Regions from separate parts of the Danio rerio genome. Here region 1 is linked to region 2. A link is a contact called in public Hi-C data. All regions are on one chromosome and are shown on one strand. The core of a region is the stretch at or near the end of the contact, and the rest is flanking DNA. Distances in the headings are between cores, read along the strand shown. Region 1 holds the start of dgkq (diacylglycerol kinase theta). Region 2 overlaps dgkq (diacylglycerol kinase theta).

The links. Hi-C and Micro-C count contacts between places; a contact is called where the count stands out from the background.
Region 1: a Hi-C map of an unstated tissue shows a contact between it and region 2, with 2.7 times the contacts expected there. The contact joins the promoter of dgkq here to the enhancer-like site in region 2. A contact is called at or near these places in 3 of 18 Hi-C or Micro-C datasets (caudal fin, hematopoietic stem cells and an unstated tissue).

The regions. Positions count from the first base shown.
Region 1 is chr14:57,637,438-57,644,678 of GRCz12tu, reverse strand. It overlaps dgkq (diacylglycerol kinase theta), which reads left to right and starts at 4,663. Exons shown (of 23, transcript XM_073922337.1): 1 at 4,663-5,278. The coding sequence starts at 5,071.
Region 2 is chr14:57,582,851-57,589,844 of GRCz12tu, reverse strand. dgkq (diacylglycerol kinase theta) reads left to right here. Exons shown (of 23, transcript XM_073922337.1): 13 at 1,279-1,429; 14 at 3,095-3,133. Among named protein-coding and RNA genes, the nearest start is that of dgkq, 54 kb to the left of the region's middle. Within about 2 kb of position 5,379, at least 3 of the 62 cell types and tissues checked have an H3K27ac peak or open chromatin away from gene starts, as enhancers often do.

The DNA.
Region 1 (7,241 bases), core at 3,414-5,913, 56 kb before region 2:
GTGTTTCTCATCCAAATTTCACCAAACTTCTTTTAATAACTGACCCTTCGCTAAGCCACGCCCAAAAACAGCCATCCACCAATCGTAGCTTAGCAACTGTAGCTACGCGCAGGGGCTTCTGTCAAGCTTTCGAGCGAGTGCACATGCATCATGCAAATCTGATCCCCGTTCTCCTTAAAGTTTGGACGAGATGGTGAATTTTTTCCCTTTTCAAAACCTAAAACCCAAGAGCAGACATGCCAGCGTGGATCAAGCTGTGTGAGGGGCGCTAAAGGAGCGGAGCTAAGTTGTTTGTTTTGATATTCCTGACACATTCAGTGAAAGACAGACGGTGTTACAGTTTAACTGGTGTCCGTGTTAACTGGTGTCCCTTTCCAGATGTAAGCTATTCACATTTGCAGATTGGCAGATTCGTCCCTTTTTCACAGCAACAAAACAGGCCCATACCAAATAAAGATTCTTACTACTTGGTGTCAGTGTCATTGTGAGCATTATTGATTTTAATATCTGTTTAGCAGAACAGTATATAACCAAAATTATCTAAAAAAAATAGTGAGAATTTCCATGTCTTCAACAGGCTTCAAACTCGTGTAGTGAAAAGGTTCAGCACACGCATCTAACTGAGCTACTCAGGACTACACATGAAGTGCTCTGTTTTAATATCTTTGTCAGTCAAAACATGCTCTGCTGTGGTTGTGGACCCGTGTTGACATGTTTCCATCGATGTTAACATGTTTACATGTTGTTTAGTTACATGTACTCGTGTTAATGTGTTTCTACAAACTCTCCCGCTGATAGAATAGCTCTCAATGACTAAACGATGCTTCATCAGTTGCTCAAACCATGTTTTTTCTTAGTTGTAGACTCATGTGTACCTGTGTCTTAGGAGTCGTGTTAACTCGTGACCCATGCTCACACATGTAACGTAAATAAAGATTTTACCCAAAAAAATGAATACAATTACGATATTATTATGCAACATACTGGGCTCTGTTTTGACGGTCCATGCGCAGAGCGCAAAATGCAGGGCGCAAACGCTTTCAGGACGTGTCAGAATGCGTTTTTGCTCATTTAAGGACGGAAAATCCGCTTTGCGCCGTGGCACATGGTCTAAAAGGGTTGAGTTTATTTTCTTAATGAGTTTTAGGTGTGTTTTGAGAATAACCCAATCAGAGTCTCATCTCCCATTCCCTTTAAGAGTCAGCTGCGTCACGCCAAGAGCGCATTCACTATTTACAGGACGCAAAGTAAGTCTAAGTGGAAAAACTGAGCATTTCACAAGCAAACAGTTCACAGAAAACAGTTAAACAGAGCATCTACTGCGAGAGAATGAGAGATAATGGATCACTTTCACTCTTGGATAGGGAAATCTTTACACACAGACATCAATTAGTCTATAAATAATTAATTGTGTTTGTTAAGCGCAAATATTCATTTCAAAACTATTTCTAAATTCAATTCTAATTTCCAGCAAATCAATAAATGAACAATAATAATGAATTGTGCTCAAAAACCTGAGTTATATCCTAATACACATGCTGCGCCCCATATGGTCTAAAACCTGACAGCTGGGCAAATCTAAGCTTGTTTTTAACAAAACTAACATAAATATGGATATAATAAATAATACTGCTAATAATAATAACATTATACAAAAGCAAATTGTTATGAATGAACTGAAAAAGCCTCCCGAGATGAAGAAGACATAAAGCAGTGATTTTTCATATTTATGTCGGCTAGAAAATAATATGTTTTGTAATATTTTAATCCTTTATATTTATATCCTATATCTATTCTTATTATATCCTATATATATCCTTAATATTTAAACGTTTTCATATGTAAAGATATTTGCCTATTGCTCTCTTGTGTGTATTAAGCAGTGTGTAAGTGAGGTGCAACTCTGCGCTGGAGTTTAGACCGGGTTAGTTTTGGTCTAATGAAAAATCTATTATAGATTCTCAAAATAGCAACGCGCCAGCGGCCCGCCTCAGAACGCCTCCCTTTATAGAGCAGAACGCCTATGGGCGCACAAATGAGCGCAAATGCATTTGCTGTTTAAACAGCGTAGCGCAACGCCTCAAAACCACTCTTGCGCCAAGCTGAAACTAGCAAACAAGTAATGCGCCGCGCCTTACTGCGCCACATTGCGCCAGGTGTATGATAGGGTCCATTATGTCTAATATACAGTATCTAATATATTGTAGCATGTTACTAAAGGTTTAAGACAGTTCTGTGTTCTTCGGTTCCTTACAATATATTTCATATATAATATTATGCAACAGAATATTAATTGAAAATCACAACATTTCAATGTACTATCTTGGTCACATCTGTATCAAGGCACATATAGACATGATTTGGCTACATGCGATAAAATTACTAAAAGCTGCTAAGCATTCATCAGTCTTTGGTAGCTCAATTAGATAGGTCACAGGTTGACTTCTTCGCGTCTCTTTTCTTAGTAGGTTCGAATCCCACGTACGAGTTTTGTGTATGTAGCCTGATTTTTAAAAAATTCTGTTTAAAATAAAATTGGGGGAAGACTGTGATTTATAATGTAGGCTATTTAGCGGAACGTCGTTGTCATTTAGAGCTATTCTGAGAAAATATCACAGGATAACACGAGTCATATGGGACTCTATTATATTCTGTTGCATAATATTATATATGAAATATATATTAGATATATTAGACATAATATGTTGCAATGATCCAATCAGTGACTCCGCATAATCTGAGGGCCTCGGGATGAGTTTCCCCAGGTGAAAATAGAGAATAAAGAGAATAATTAGCGTAGCTGCTGTTCATAGTGTATATAAACAAGATGCAGAAACTTGTGTGGAAACCTGCTAAGTGATGCATTGAGTGTGTGCTTTACTAAACAGACAGGTCTTTAATCTAGTTTTGAACTGAGAGAGTGTGTCTGACCCTCAGATATTATCAGGAAGGCTATTCCAGAGTGTAGGAGCCATAAATGAGAAGGCTCGACCTCCTTTAGTAGACTTTGCTATTCTAGGTACTACCAGAAGCCCTGAGTTTTGAGATCTTAAAGAGCGAGTTGGATTGTAGCGAGACAGAAGGTTGGTTAGATAAACAGGAGCTCGATTATTTAGAGCTTTATAGGTGAGAAGTAATATTTTAAATTCAATATGAAACTGAACAGGCAGCCAGTGTAAGGAGGAGAACATTGAGGTGATATGATCATGTTTTCTAGAGCTGTAAGATCTCTGGCTGCTGCATTTTGTACTGGCTGAAGTTTATTAATAGAGGATGCTGGGCAGCCAGCAAACAGAGCATTACGCCTGTTTCACACCGCAAGCGTCAGCGGCGCGTGAGCAGAGCGTGAGCAGCGCGTATGTCGAGCAGTAGCAGCACGCAGGCGTTTGTCTTTCACACCAGCTGCGTCTGCAGCGCGCAGCTCTTCGGCAGCTGCTGCAGAGATCAATTCTGATCTATCTGTCTATTCTATCTATCCATGTCTCTCTATATACAAATACACTTTTTAAACTTTTCATCTGCACCAAGGGCCCTCCTATGCTGTTTCTTTAACCTGCAAATGTTTATTTTACAAATTTTATAGATCAAATAGTACTGTATGCTTCTCAAGCTAACTTATATGAGAAGTGTCTACTGTCAGAAGACAATCGCCTGTGATATCGTGTCATTTGTTTTTTGATTGTCAGGTTGCTGTAGACCTAGTTATAATCATATTTATACAATATAGTTATAATGATATTTATACATGATCAAACTAGTGTTGCTTTCTCCGCTTCAGTGCTGTCCAGCGGCAGAATAACAGCTCGTTAATTCATGCTCGTGCAGAGGATGAGACGGACGAAAGTAACCAACGCATGCCATTCTTTTACTTATTTTCGTGTTGTCAGATTCACAGTGCAAACAGCTCCCGGTAGGAATAACTCGAGTGAACATAAAACAAAGCCGATTAAAACTTTCTTCCTCTGCTCAACTGCACAGAACACAGCGAGCTCACATCATCCAGCATGCGTGCCGAACTACACTACCCACAATACACTTCGCCATGGACTACAAATCCCGTAAATATTCTATTTCCCCTCTCCTGCAACACTAGTGTGCAACTTAAGCAAAACTGACACTAAAATTGTTTTACATTTGGTTTTGTAGTTCGGGCCTAAATAAATGTTTGTTGCCGTTTTTAATCGTTTTAAGTTAATTTGAATGACTATATATAAACCATTTGACATTATTAACGCATTTATTGGGTAAAATTGCTTCTTTTTACTGTCATTCAATGTGTTTTGGTCATTATAAATGCACTGTCACTTTAATTGCGCGTGAGCAGCGCGTCAAAAATAGACCCAGCGCCGAAACTATCGCTGCACTGCTGCTTCGGCGACGCTCACGCCTCGCTCTGACGCGCTGCTGACGCTTGCGGTGTGAAACAGGCGTTACAGTAATCCAGCCTAGAGCTCATAAAAGCATGGACTAGCTTTTCTGCATCTGAGATGGATAGCATACCTCGTAATTTAGCCAGTTTTAAAAGTTTTGGCATGTAAAGAATCATGCAGCATTTAAAAAAGACACCACATACTGTACATGCAGCTTTAGCAGCGACAGTGGCTGACACGGTCTATTTTAATGAGATGCATATAAATACGGCTTGCCACAGCTGCGGCTCCTGCTATGAGTGTGAGTGTGTTTGTGTGTGTGTGTGTGTCCGGAGCTCTACTACAGGCGGAAGTTACAGTCTCTTGTGTTAGTGAAGGTTTACACTGCTGAAAGAGTGAAAAGCGGAGTAAATAAAAGCTCATCCACAGCTGTGCGTTCTGAAGACTCGCTACAGGATCCGTGTGGACGCGGCGGTTCATCTCTCCTGCTGCTGAACTCTGGCAGACTGGCACATTGATTGAGTTTAACACGGTCAGACACCGGAGCTTTCACGGGGAAACCAGGGTAAAACGCGCGTTCTGTCACACTGATTCACTGTAGCGCGTTTCCGACTCTCGGCGATTCACTGTGGCGTGGTGAATCGGTTGAGTTGAACACATATGTGACTCCCACGACACTGGATCTCCTGCACTGGAAGCGATGGCAGACAGCGGGCGGGTGAAGCTCGACAGCCCGAGCTCAAGCCCCGCGCCCGCGCGGAAAAAGGCGCAGCAGTCGCCCGGCTCGAAGGCGCGGTACTCGGTCAACGCTCCAGGTCACTGCTTTCGGAAAGTCACGCTCACCAAACCGACCTTCTGCCATCACTGCAGCGACTTCATCTGGGGCATCGTCGGGTTTGTTTGTGAAGGTGAGACGCTGGTGCTCGACATCATTCATTCAGCTCAACATGTCAACAATATTGTCCTGCAGAAGCGTGCTGTTCTGCTGTCAGTGCTGGAGAATACTGTGGTGATTTGGCGTATAGCAGTGGATGATACTCATGCATTTGGGTTATAGGGATTTGGATGCATTTTGGGTTTAGACATCCACTCTAAAATCCCACTCTTTGTAAATAAACCACTTGATTAACAAGTGCCATTTTAATTAGTTCATTAAAATATGACCCCATGGTCAGGTTTGCTTGTGAAGGTGAGATGCTGGTGCTCCACATCTTTCATTCAGATCAACATGTCAACAATATTGACGTGCAAAAGCGTGCTGTTCTGCTGTCTGTAGTCTACCAGAGAATACTGTGGTAATTTGACGTATAGCAGTGGGTGATACTCATGCATCTTGCCTTATCTAGACATTTATTTTTATTGTTAATGCTTTTTTTAAATCCAAATGTCGGCTAAAATATGAACAAACCCAGATGTTGTGTTAATTTGAGATTTTTAGTAGAGAATACTGTGGATGATATTTACATCTGAATGCTTTATGGGTCATTATGTGCCTTGCAAAAACATGCCATGGTATTATTATTTTAGACAATGCTAATTTGTTGAAGGTATGCCATAGCATTGGACCATTCTCACAGTCTGCATGTCTGGGTCATTTAAACATTTAATTTCACTATAAAAATATGCTTTGCAGCAAAAAAGGGTTGGTTTGTGAAGGTGAGATGCTGGTGTTCCACATCTTTCATTCAGATCAACATGTCAACAATATTGTCTTGCAGAAGCTAATTAATTCTGCTGTCAGTGCTAGAGAATACTGTGGTAATTTGGTGTATACAGTGTATGATAATCATGCATTTGGGTTATAGGCATTTGGATGTATTTTGGGTTTAGTTACTGTTTGTAAATAAACCACTTGATTAACAAGTGCCATTTTAATTAGTTCATTAAAAATGACCCCATCATTGGGTTTATTTGTGAAGGTGAGATGCTGGTGCTCCACATCTTTCATTCAGATCAACATGTCAACAATATTGATGTGCAAAAGTGTGCTGTTCTGCTGTCAGTGCTAGAGAATACTGTGGTTATTTGGTGTATACAGTGGATGATACTCATGCATTTGGATTATTTAGGCATTTGGATGCATTTTAGGTTTAGAAATTCACTCTAAAATCCCACTGTTTGCAAATAAACCACTTGATTAACAAGTGCCATCATCATTTTTAATCATCATTAAAAAGAACCCATCATCAGGTTTATTTGTGAAGGTGAGATGCTGATGCTCCACATCTTTCATTCAGATCAACATGTCAACAATATTGTCTTGCAGAAGCGTGCTGTTCTGCTGTCTGTAGTCTACCAGAGAATACTGTGGTGATTTGGTGTTTAGAGTGGATGATACTCATGCATTTTGGGGTTATTTAGTCATTTAAATGCATTTTGGGTCATTTAGACATTTAATTTTATTCTTACAAATAATATATTATTATATATGGACAAACCCAATGTTTTGTTTTGTTTTAACAAGCGTGCTGTGAGCACATTTCACACGGCATGATTTGAATCGCCGACAGCTCCAGATATTCAGCACGCCGAATATCTCACAGATGTCAGCGATTCTCTCAGATTGTGTCTTTGATAGTTCACACAGTGTGATTGTCACCCGCTTGAACGAGCACCGATTTGCTTGATCATCATGACAAGGAATCAGTGCTTGCAAACATCCTGATCGGAGCATGTCTAGTCTGGTTGCGAAGGTGAGATGCCGGTGCTGGACGTGGAACTTGGGGACAGCTGTATTTCACACAGCACCGGTAATTCCACCCAACATCCCCATAACGGGATTCATTAAAACTACCTGATGATTATCGATTCGTTTCTGAAGCCCTAAAAACAACCCAGCATCTCTTTCAGATTCTGATCCAAATGGACATC
Region 2 (6,994 bases), core at 4,130-6,629:
AAATCTCAACTGAGACATGAAGAGAGGGCGGGGCATATCATAGCTCCTCCCCTTTTTTGAAAAACACAGACTGATATCCTTGACATACAGATCCTAACATCTTATTTTTTTAAGTAGTGCAATATGATTTGTGCATTTACAAGTGAACATTTGTTTTCTTATTGAGTCCTTGTTATATGGAGCGTAAGGAAGTGTCTGGTGCACATGGAGAGAAGAGTGTTTCTTCTAAATTAACGCTAAATCCTTCTTGAAAATAACATAACACACTTTCACCTTAAAAAGGAACACATTTAGTTATTTTTAAAGGGATTTTTAATGTGTGTGTTTGTTTGTGTGTGTGTTTGTGTGTGTGTGTTTGTGTGTGTGTGTGAGTGTGTGTGTGTGTGTTTGTTTTTGTGTGTTTGTGTGTGTTTGTTTGTGTTTGTGTGTGTTTTTGTGTGCGTGTTTGTTTGCATGTGTGTGTGTGTTTGTTTGTGTGTGTTTGTGTGTGTGTTTGTTTCTGTGTGTGTGTGTGCGTGTTTGTTTGCATGTGTGTGTGTGTTTGTTTGTGTGTGTGTGTTTGTGTGTGTGTGTGTGTGTGTGTGTGTGTGTGTGTTTGTGTGTGTGTGTGTGTGTGTGTGTGTGTGTGTTATTGTGTGTGTGTGTGTGTGTTTGTTTGTTTGTGTGTGTTTGTGTGTGTGTGTTTGTGTGTGTGTTTGTGTGTGTGTGTTTGTGTGTGTGTGTGAGTGTGTGTGTGTGTGTTTGTTTTTGTGTGTTTGTGTGTGTTTGTTTGTGTTTGTGTGTGTTTTTGTGTGCGTGTTTGTTTGCATGTGTGTGTGTGTTTGTTTGTGTGTGTTTGTGTGTGTGTTTGTTTCTGTGTGTGTGTGTGCGTGTTTGTTTGCATGTGTGTGTGTGTTTGTTTGTGTGTGTGTGTTTGTGTGTGTGTGTGTGTGTGTGTGTGTGTGTTTGTGTGTGTGTGTGTGTGTGTGTGTGTGTTATTGTGTGTGTGTGTGTGTTTGTTTGTTTGTGTGTGTTTGTGTGTGTGTGTTTGTGTGTGTGTGTGTGTGTTATTGTGTGTGTTATTGTGTGTGTTTGTGTGTGTGTGTGTGTGTGTGTGTGTGTTTGTTTGTTTGTGTGTGTGTTTGTTTGTGTGTGTGTGTGCATTTGTGTGTGTTTGTGTGTGTGTGTTTGTTTGTGTGTTTGTGTGTCTGTCTGAGTGTGTTTGTGTGTGTGTGTGTTTTCACAAAAACAAATGTGTGTGTGTTTGTGTGTGTGTGCGTGCGTGCGTGTGTGTTTTAGACCTCTCTGCGGCAGATGAATCAGACGCGGTTTTACCTGGAGGAGGTGAGGAACCGTGTGGTGCAGGTCAGTCTGCTTCTGGGAGGATTTCCAGCTGATCTCAGCATAGAGGAATACACACATCTGCTGAGCGAACACCTCGCCCTCAAAAGTGAGTCTCCTGTGATGAGGGCTGCGAAAAATCTATTTCTGTATGATGATACAGAATTTATGTTGGTATTTTTAATTGTTTTATGTTCAATGAGGGCTGCACAATATATGGAAAAATAATGGTTATCAAGATAATAATATAAGCAGTATACATGTCACAGACAAGTGCAATATCCATTCATTCATTTTCCGTTGGCTTAGTCTCTGATTTATCACAGCGGAATGAACCGCCAACTACTCTGACATATGTTTTACACAGCCAATGCCCTTCCATACACCCATACACTCGCACATTTATACACTCATACAGTACGCCCAGTTTCATTCATTTTCTTTTCGGCTTAGTCCCTTTATTAATCAGGGGTCGCCACAGCGGAATGAACCGCCAACTTATCCAGCATATGTTTTACACAGCGGATGCCCTTCCAGCCGCAAGCCATCTCTGAGAAACATCTATATACACACATACACACACTCATACACTACGGACAATTTAGCTTACCCAATTCACCTATAGCGCATGCCTTTGGACTTCTGGAGGAAACCCACGCCAACACAGGGAGAACATGCAAACTCCACACAGAAACACCAACTGACCAAGCCGGGACTCAAACCAGCGAACTTCTTGCTGTGAGGCCACAGTGCTAACCACTGAGCCACTATGGCTGTCAACTTAAAAAACAGACAGACATGCTGGCAGAGAATGAGTTAAACTCTGTAAAAACAAATATGGTGAGTGTAACTCTTAGGATTATGATAATCTTTCTGTGAAGATGTGCTTTAACAATGCTGGCCTGTAAATCTGCCATCAGTCACTGTGTGAGGATTACAGCAGATGATGGAGGCGCTGCTGGAGTTAACACTAGTTATATGCACTGCACATTGCATAATGAATAAAATAGTAATGTGATTATATAGTGCATATATACATACAGTACACACACACACACACACACACACATACTGTACAGTACATACATTGCACCAGCAGGTCTTTTTTTTTTGACCCAGGCTTCTCCCAAAAGACATTAGGTTGATGTAGAAGAGGTTCGATTGTGGAAAATATATATTTTGCAGCTTTTATATTTGCATTTGAACAAAAAGTGGCATGTGCAAAATTATTCACACCCTTTGCAAACTATCCACCTGGGCTTATGCTTAATATTAAAAGAACACTCCACCCTTTGTAGAGTTATCTTACAAGTTTTCTACATTTAAAGAGTGTATTTTAACCATTTTTTAAATACATTTAGACAATTTTCTTCTGGCGCGGTCACTTTTAGCTTAGCTTAGCATAATGAATTGAATCGGATTAGACCGTTAGCATTTAATTCCAAAAATTTGAAAAAGTTTTGATAATTTTCCTATTTAAAGCTTTACATCATGAATTAAAGTCAACAAAGACATTAAAAATGACTATTTTCCACTCTAATATTACTAGGGTAATGATATTAATAGGGTAATAAATTATCAAGAAACAATGTGCTGGTGATATCAGACTGGAATTTTTCCCAAAATATGCCTTAATTTTCCTGTATTTGTCAGAAATGTAAGATTTGAAAGATGCAATTAAATATCAGTCTCTCTCTCTCTCTCTCTCTCTCTCTCTCTCTCTCTCTCTCTCTCTCTCTCTCTCTCTCTCTCTCTCTCTCTCTCTCTCACTCAGGTCATCTGGTGTCCATCACTCATGTTTATGCAGGACAAGGTAAGACTGATCATTCATATTATTATTGCCAGTAGTGCAATATGATGTGTTGCATTCACAATTAGGCATTTGTATTTCTTATTTAGTCCTATTGTGGAGTGTTTTTTTTTTCAACATAGTCCATTTTGCATTTTATTAACATAACGTTGCATTTTAACATTGCATTTTACTACAATGCATCCCATAATGCAATTCATAACCATAAATAAATTGAAAAAACACAGTTTTCTGAATAACTTAATAACTTGAAATTCGGACTTTATAACTCAATTCTGACTTAGTAACTCGCAATTCTGACTTAATAACTTAAAATTCTGACTTAATAACTCGCAATTCTGACTTAATAACTTAAAATTCTGACTTAATAACTCGCAATTCTGACTTAATAACTTAAAATTCTGACTTAATAACTCGCAATTCTGACTTAATAACTCGCAATTCTGACTTAATAACTCGCAATTCTGACTTAATAACTTAAAATTCTGACTTAATAACTCGCAATTCGGACCTAATAACTTGCAATTCTCACTTTATAACTCAATATTCTGATTTAATAACTCGAAATTCTGACTTTATAACTCGCAATTCTGACTTAATAACCCAAAATTCTGACTTAACTCACATTTCAGACTTAATTACTCGAAATTCGGACTTTATAACTAGCAATTCTGACTTTATGACCCAAAATTCTGACTTAACTGAAAATTCTGACTTTATAACTCGCAGTTCTGACTTAACTCAATATTCTGATTTAATAACTCAAAATTCTGACTTAATAACTTAAAATTCTGAATTTATAACTTGAAATTCTGACTTTATAACTCTAAATTCTGACTTAATACCTTGGAATTCTGACTTAATAACTCAATATTCTGACTTAATAACTTGAAATTCTGATTTAATAACTCAATATTCTGACTTTATAACTCAAAATTTTGACTTAATAACTCACAATTCTGACTTAATAACTTGAAATTCTCACTTTATAACTCAATATTCTGACTTTATAACTCGGAATTCTAAATTAACTCAAAATTCTGACTTAATAACTCAAAATTCTGACTTTATAGCTGAAAATTCTGATTTAATAACTCGAAATTCTGACTTTATAACTCGCAATTCTGACTAAATAACCCAAAATTCTGACTTAACTCGCAATTCAGACTTAATAACTCGAAATTCTGACTTTATAACTAGCAATTCGGACTTAATAACCCAAAATTCTGACTTAACTCGCAATTCAGATTTAATAACTCGCAATTCTGACTTAATAACTTGAAATTCTGACTTCATAACTCTAAATTCTGACTTAATAACTCAATATTCTGACTTAATAACTCAAAATTCTGACTTAACTCTAAATTCTGATTTAACTCAAAATTCTGATTTAACTCAAAATTCTGACTTAACTCTAAATTCTGACTTGACTCGAAATTCTGACTTAATAACTCGCAATTCTGACTTAATAACTTGAAATTCTCACTTTATAACTCAATATTCTGACTTTATAACTCGGAATTCTGACTTAACTCAAAATACTGACTTAATAACTCAATATTCTTACTTTATAGCTGAAAATTCTGATTTAATAACTCGAAATTCTGACTTTATAACTCGCAATTCTGACTTAATAACCCAAAATTCTGACTTAACTCGCAATTCAGACTTAATACCTCGAAATTTGGACTTTATGACTAGCAATTCTGACTTTATGACCCAAAATTCTGACTTAACTGAAAATTCTGACTTTATAACTCGCAGTTCTGTCTTAACTCAATATTCTGATTTAATAACTCAAAATTCTGACTTAACTCAATATTCTGATTTAACTCAAAATTCTGAATTAATAACTTGAAATTCTGACTTCATAACTCTAAATTCTGACTTTATATCTCAATATTCTGATTTAATAACTCAAAATTCTGACTTAACTCTAAATTCTGACTTGACTCGAAATTCTGACTTAATAACTCAAAATTCTGACTTTACAGCTGAAAATTCTGACTTTTTTAACTCACAATTCTGACTTAACTTGCAATTCAGACTTTATAACTTAAAATTTAGACGTAATAACTCAAAATTCAGACTTTATAGCACAGAATTCTGACTTAATAATTTTTTTAACATTGTATTTATTTATTTATTTTTCTTCAGTTACAGGAACAGGCTTCCATATCCGATCTGTGTCACATGACTACAGAAAAAATCAGAATTGGGTCACTTGAACATGCAGTGTGAATGCAGCCTATTTCAATCTACTGAAATATCAATTAAAGTCACTTTGTTTGATTTTAGAAATCAAAAGTTGACAGAGCAGATGAGTAATGCATCCCATAATCTATTTAATAACTGTAAATAAATTGAAAAAACACAGTGAATCAAAAAACATAATGCGTAAAATATGAATGAACTGATATTTGCTGCACGGTGCATTGAATATAATGATCTGAGGTCTCAGTGGGAGAGCAGGCTGTGGACTCTGCAATAATGTGTGTCTTTGTGTTTGCTCTCATGACTGTATTTGATAACTGTGTGTTTGGGCGACGCTGTAAATAAAGGCCTTGTTCTGCGCACACACACACACACACACACAAACACCATCATCTGCATCAGCCAAACTCATGCTGATGAGGATGTGGAGGACTTTAGAAATGTGTTGGTCTTAAAATATGCAGTGTTTGTCACACGTTTCTGACACCTACAGCTCTTATTGTTCCTCTCACTAACAAACTGTGCTGTGAACTTTTCTGCTGTGCTTCTAATAGACCTGCTGAGGCTTTAAAATACTAAACATTGGTTATGGTTAGCACTGTGGCCTCACAGCAACAATTTAGCATACCCAATTCCCCTATAACACATGTGTTTGGACTGCGGGGGAAACCAGAGCACCCGGAGGAAACCCACACGGGGAGAACATGCAAACTCCACACAGAAACACCAACTAACCTAGCTGGGACTCAAACCAGTGACCTTCTTGCTGTCAGGCGATCATGCTACCCACTGTGCCACCGTGATGTCCCATTAATAAATAAATAATAATAATATAATAAACTTATAATAAACTTTATTTTTGTATAGCCCTTATATATATATATATATATATATATATATATATATATATATATATATATATATATATATATATATATATATATATATATATATATATATATATATATATATATATATATATAGGGCGAGGCAGTGGCACAGTAGGTAGTGCTCAGAAGGTCGCCGGGTTGCTGGTTCGAACCTCGGCTCAGTTGGTGTTTCTGTGTGGAGTTTGCATGTTCTCCCTGCCTTCGCATGGGTTTCCTCCGTGTGCTCCGGTTTCCCCCACAGTCCAAAGACATGTGGTACAGGTGAATTGGGTAGGCTAAATTGTTCATAGTGTATGAGTGTGTGTGTAATGTGTGTGTGGATGTTTCCCAGAGATGGGTTGCGGCTGGAAGGGCATCCGCTGCGTAAAAACTTGCTGGATAAGTTGGCGATTCATTCCGCTGTGGTGACCCCGGATTAATAAAGGGACTAAGCCGACAAGAAATGAATGAATGAATATATATATATATATATACTACTCAAAAAATAAAGGGGGCACTTGGAGTTCTTTTTATTGTTTTGAGCAGTGCAATATGTCTTTAATTAATCATGAAATCTTATTATACAGTATAAAATATTATAAAATATATGTAAATATAAATGTTGCGATTAACCTTTGCGATTAACCTTTGTCCAGCACTAATATATATATATATATATATATATATATATATAGAGTTAAAGTCAGAGTTATTCGCCCCCCTGTTTATTTTTTTCTCCAATTTCTGTTTAACAGGGTGCAGATTTTTTCAGCACATTTCT